Regions from separate parts of the Scatophagus argus genome. Here region 2 is linked to region 1. Evidence: chromatin contacts called from public Hi-C data. All regions are on one chromosome and are shown on one strand. Each heading gives the region's core, a stretch centred on a gene start, on an enhancer-like site or on the middle of the called end of the contact. The rest is flanking DNA. Distances are from core to core; before and after follow the strand shown. Region 1 holds the start of LOC124064909 (pituitary tumor-transforming gene 1 protein-interacting protein). Region 2 holds the start of znrf2b (E3 ubiquitin-protein ligase znrf2).

Region 1 (3,155 bases), core at 455-2,954:
ACTGTATTTGTGTAAGGTCTTTGTTTGGCATTTGGAAATGGAAATTAAATATTTTGAGAGTACTGAACCATTAAATCAACTTCCTGATATCACTACCAGCATTACACCGCAACCCAATACCCCGATTACTGAAACATGTTCCTACTTCACTAATTCATTTGCGTTTCCTTCTCCAATGGAATCCAGTAAAACCATTTTAAACATTTACTTTTTTCAGAAAGAAATCCGTGGGAAGAATGATTGCAATCTTGTAGCATGACAAATGAAAGAGAAAAGCAGATGCATCGAAACAGGACCAACTCACTCCAACACATTCCCCAACGGGCCTGGGACAACTTGCATACTGATGCTGGAGGCAGCAACCAGCTCACTGGGTATTCTGTGCAGTTGTTGGTGGTGAGGCACCACAGACACTGTGCAGATAAAACACAAACATCAAACCATCCACATGCTATGCTTCAGCTTATCCAGATCTGAACCTGCAATGAACCTGCTGACAATTTTATCGATCAATAGTAAATTAATCGGCACCTACTTTACTAATCAATTAATCAGTTCTGACTCTAGCTTTACATTAATTTCTAAGGATTTGCTGTGATCCTTTGTCTTATGTGTTAATAAACTTGAACACATCTTTGGATTTTAGACTGACTGACATACACACCAAGCAATATGAAGACATCAAATTGGGATTTAGGACATTCTGAAGCTAATCTGGCTAACATTTTACATATCAAACTATTAATGTGAGAAACAATCAGAGGAATGAATCATGGGAAAAAAAATCTTTAGTTACAGCATTACATAAATCAAAGGTGTACGCTGACGACAAGGTCATCAGATCGTGTCCTGCCCTCATTATATTTTTATTCACATTTGCACCGAAAAACCGTCACATCAAACAAAATATGGCGCATTTATGCTTTCTCGCGCATCTGTAAAGGCACACTCGGCTTTTAAAGCAGGTCAAGTCGTGGGAGGTTCAGTAGGTTTGACTGTGTCACTGTCTAAACAAACAAGGGACAATAAAATGACGATTTAGAAGATTAGTTTGGTTGAGCAAAGGTCTGATCTAATCTGCAAAAACTGCAGCCGAGTTGCTCCTGGCACCGTTACCTTGGCATGTGGAACACAGTCGTCACAGGTTTTGTAGGCAGAGCAGTCTGAAAAGAGAGATAACCAAAAATGGAACTGACGATACTCGAAAGTAGAAAAATCAATTAATAGCACTGTGGCTGCAGTGTACAGTGTGACGTATTATGGAAATACTACTTCACTTTAGTACTTTAGTACTTCACAGTACTAAACTCGCGTTACTTACAAATTGTCATTAAAGTTTCTTATTAGCAGAAAAACCCGCTACCTTTTGTCAATTGCAACGAGGATTGCACCGTTACTGCTTTTCAAACCAAGACTGAACTTACGAGTCGGTGGTGGTGGAGTTGTTTGGCATTCCCCTTGGCTAACAAAGCTAACAAACGCTGCGACGGCACAAAAAAACACCGAAGTGGTCAGTGTTTGTCTTTCGGTTGTAAAAGAAGCCATGATTAAAACAGCAGACCGAGTTTGACTGCGTCTGAAAAATAAAGAATATCTGCTGGTCGACACTTTTTCGACACTTGCCCTTCTTAAATTGAGCCTCTGTCGATAAACTGTTGTTGCTGTTTTGCCCTGGATCTAATGTGCTGTCACTTCCTGGGCGTCTTGGGTTAGCGCGTTTGGTGTAATCTTGACAGCCCGGGCGGGAGGAGTTATGCTTTTAACCGAAGATACAAACGACCGTCCGCTCAAAATTAACAGGTAATGAAACGCAGCTACATGTTTACGCCTTTTCTTTTTCTATTAGGTTTATACATTTATTTCAGTAAATAATAAAGTAAAATAAAAAATAAATTAATAAATAAAGATAGAAAATATGCAAGCACAATTATGTAAAGGAAAAGGTGCACCCCCTTAATATGTTGACATAAAACATATAGGTGAAACAGTTGCTGTGCTGCAGGAACCATGCATCGCCGTCAACAGCTAATAATAATTAGCAAACACATTCGTAATTTACTAATAACCAATCTTAACAAATTATTATTACAGTACCACCGTTTGAAGTGTTAACTGTGTTGGCTACTGCAGTTTTATGTTGTTTATGTGGTGAGGCTGTAGCTCAGCTGCTGGATGAAGTCCATATCAAACCCGGTATGTAAATGTATTCAAACTTGAAAAACTAATGGGAGATGAAGATCCTGACAGATTTGGTTCCTCTAAATGTTGACTCAGTGGTTATGGCCTTGAGATTTGCCCATGTCAGTAAATGTTTTAAAAGATGTCTGTGTCAACTGAGAACTTGTTTTCAATGTCAAGTCATTGGTGTTTTGAAAATGAATCTTGAAGTCCATAACATTGTGTAGGCTATGTGTGAGCTGACTGGAGGCGGAAGAGGCAACACCTATTTAACTGCAATCACTGAGAGGAAATTGTGTTTTAGTGACCACACGTGATCCTTTCAGAGCGAAATCACTCTTGTGTTACCACTTTTTATCTGCTATGGCGTCATGATGCAACCCAGCGTGTTGCGTTCTAATGAAAACTGAACTGAAAAGCCTCTGACCCTGGGTGACCAGCAGGTGGCAGTAATGTCACACACGTCTGGCTCTCTGCCCAGGAGGAACTACCCTGAAGTCATGAATCCTCATGATGACTGCATCTGTCTGTCTGTTAATGAGGTGTTTGACAGGTTTTGCATGAGCTCCTGATATTTTATGTTCTCTACAAGTTCATGTAAATGACAAATGCACGTGTTCTTCGTGAACACCATCCCACCCGAGCTGAGCCTGGACACGCTCATTTCGAGCTGCAGCAGGTGACACAGCGATCCATCCTCATTACCACTTGTCTCCAGGAAGACAGCAGAGATCTTAAACACGTTAACATTGTCCAGTGAACGTTAAACTTTCAAACCTCTGTGGAGATCTCAGCGGTTGTATAAAATTTATATTTTGATTATTGCCTTCTATTTGTATATGATTTGTTGGTCTTTCTTTTGAAATGATTGTTAAACACTTTGGAAGTCTGGTTTTTGAAAGGTGCTATGTAAATAAAGTTCTTCTTCTTCTACTACTTCAATATATGTCAACTCATTTATGAAAGGCTCACATGAG
Region 2 (2,755 bases), core at 55-2,554, 270 kb before region 1:
TGTTCTATATTCTCCCATTTAATGACCACGTGTGGCCTGACCAAATGCCAAACAAGCGTTAGTGTCACTTCAGTTCAGCGAGTCACTGAGCTGTGTCAACATAACACAGAGGCTCTGCCCTCTTACCTCCGAACAGATGAGGCGAAAGGTGTGCTGGCAGCGATCCTATCAACAGCCGGGGACCTTCGCGCCCTCCTCCTGAACGCTCCCTGTCCGCCGCTTCCTCCGGGCTGCTGCCGCCGGACTCCTGGGAGCTGTAGGCTCCGCTGCTGTTCGGGATGTTGATGCCGGATTGGGGTCTGGAGGTCCCGGAGCCTCCGGAACCCCCCACAGACCTTGCCCTGGCTCCGAGGTGATGGCTTGCGCTGGACGCGCCTGCGGACGCCCCGGACGCACTGTACGCGTGGTACCTCACACCCCCGGCGGTAGTCCTGCTAACATTACTGCCGTTGCTGCCGGACGTGCTGGAGGGCAGGTCCGAGCCGGAGTAGGCTCTGGTCCGTCCGTTAGCAGCTGGATTAGCAGTTGGGCTGCTCTGCTTTGCCCCCATGTTAACCTCCCCTGACTCGGCTTTGAAATATTAAAGAGGCGCTCTATGAGCCACTGCGGGACAGAGCGCCAGATTTACGCCCGAGGCAGATGGCTTTACAGGACAGTCGTACTGGGAGAAAAGAAAAGCAGAACAAACTCTGCGTCGCTACGATCCCATCGACATAAGGAAAATGCAACTTAGTGAAAAGTTGACAAGAGCCAAAGATGTACGTAAAACTTTAGAAGCCGTCACCATTGTATTCCGTCAGTAATAGTTGTGTCCGTGCTGCAGGTAACGTGGATCCGTCCTCGTCTGAGCCGCTGTTGTGGACCTGCTGAGCTCCGGCCGCTGGTTACTCCTCGGTGTCCGCCCCGCCATGACTTCTGAGCAGCATGAAGGAGTGAAGAGCTCACTCCTCACACCTCCCTGCCTGACAACACATTGCTCAAAAGAAGGAAGTGATGGAGGAGAAAGCCTTGCACGGAACCGTTTTATCGGCGGCAGCAAGGAGACTCAGTGCGCAGGCGAGGCGTCAAGTAAGCTGAGCTCGCAAGTATTTCCGCTCAAAGGTTTCAAAATAAAGCCATTGCGGTATTTCACATGGAACACTGACAGTCCAAAGCGTAATTGGTTCAGTTAGCTAAAGCAGGCAAGAAGTAAATCCTGTCTTGTATAGTTTATATTTTTTACAACCTTGTTTAAGTGAGATGCTAAGGCCTGTAGTTTGTAGGGCTGTCTGTATACTGGCAAGTGGTTCTATTCAATTTCATTTATATTGATAGTGTAAATGCCTATACTATCAAGTGATAATGATACCAGCACAATGACACCAAATGATTTCATTCACAATATTATTGTACTGAACATGACATGAATGAGCTGACTCTACAACCCACCTACTCTGTGAGGCCGCATAGCATTAGCACAATAATATGATCACAATGAAATAGTTAAAGGCATAACATTCACCAATTCAACATTTATAAATGAAGCATTGGACAGTTCTGGAAGAAGATAGTTGATTGTTGAGTGTCCCGAGTTGTCAAACAGCCACCAACCCAAAACTCTGATATCTGATGATTTGAAATGAGACTAAACAATTAACTGTCCTTTTTCAGAATTAACGATATGCTCAAAGGTCTCAAACACAGAAAAATACAGGCAGAAGACAGGATAGTGGGTCATAAGTGATGACTGAGAGGGATTATTTTTGTATGATGTATTTTCATACATTGTTTTTCAGGAAGTTCCTGCATATTATATCTTTAACATGCTGATTTTAAGCTAGTAAAAAAAAACAAAAAAAAAAACAAAAAACAAACAAAACAATGCTGTTTTAGAAAATGACCTCAAACGTAGTATATGTTTGACATGTTTATACTGCCGTCTGGTCATTTATTGGCACCAACATATCTGTGATTAGGTTAATTAGATAATCACAATGAATATTATAACTGCTCTCATCTTCCTCATGTGCCAGCCTGGGTTTTCTCCAAGCACTCCACCTTCCTCCTACAATCCCTAGAATATGCACATCAGGTTAACTGTCTACTCTACATTGCCCCTAGGTGTGAGTGTGTGTGATTGTCTGTCTTTGTGCGTCAGCCCTGTGACTGACTGCTGACCAGTCCAAGGTGTACTTCATGTCCCTCGGTCTATGAGTTGTGAAACATTGTGAAACATTTTGCAATTTGTATGACACATCTTGTCACTTCATATTTTATACAGGCCGACAAATTCACTTAATAAGGCGCAACAATTGATGCAATGTTTATTACAATTTTCAAAATATGGAAGTCGTGCTCTTATTTTGAAATCCAAATGGCTCATTTTTGCTCCGGCGGTGTATTTATATGGAAATGTGATAAGCTTTGTACCTCCGTCTCGAGTGACGTTAGCAGGAGAGCAGCAACGTCAATAACAACCAGAGTCTCACGCTACATTTATGGTCTTCCTTCTGAACTCATTCTAATGTTTTTAAGAAGACCTAGTAAACAACATGCAGTCTTCATGTTGTGTTTTATTAGCACAGTGTGGTATCATCATAGGCCCTCAGTGTTTGTTTCTGTTTGTGAACTTAGCCCCATGCACTAAATAATGTCAAATCTATGTGTAAACAACACACTAGACATCAGCTGTAAAGAAAAGTGATTTCTCATGAGTATAGTGTGTTTTACTTTGAGATCAATCTGCCTGAAATATGTGGTTTAGTTTATTGTCTTT

Evidence for each region. Hi-C and Micro-C count contacts between places; a contact is called where the count stands out from the background.
Region 2: a Hi-C map of muscle shows a contact between it and region 1, with 3 times the contacts expected there. The contact joins the promoter of znrf2b here to the promoter of LOC124064909 in region 1. A contact is called at or near these places in 2 of 2 Hi-C or Micro-C datasets (both in muscle).

The regions. Positions count from the first base shown.
Region 1 is chr9:3,047,393-3,050,547 of fScaArg1.pri, reverse strand. LOC124064909 (pituitary tumor-transforming gene 1 protein-interacting protein) reads right to left here and starts at 1,704. Exons shown (of 7, transcript XM_046399771.1): 1 at 1,425-1,704; 2 at 1,117-1,163; 3 at 305-413. The coding sequence starts at 1,545.
Region 2 is chr9:3,320,535-3,323,289 of fScaArg1.pri, reverse strand. It overlaps znrf2b (E3 ubiquitin-protein ligase znrf2), which reads right to left and starts at 1,304. Exons shown (of 5, transcript XM_046399765.1): 1 at 127-1,304. The coding sequence starts at 550.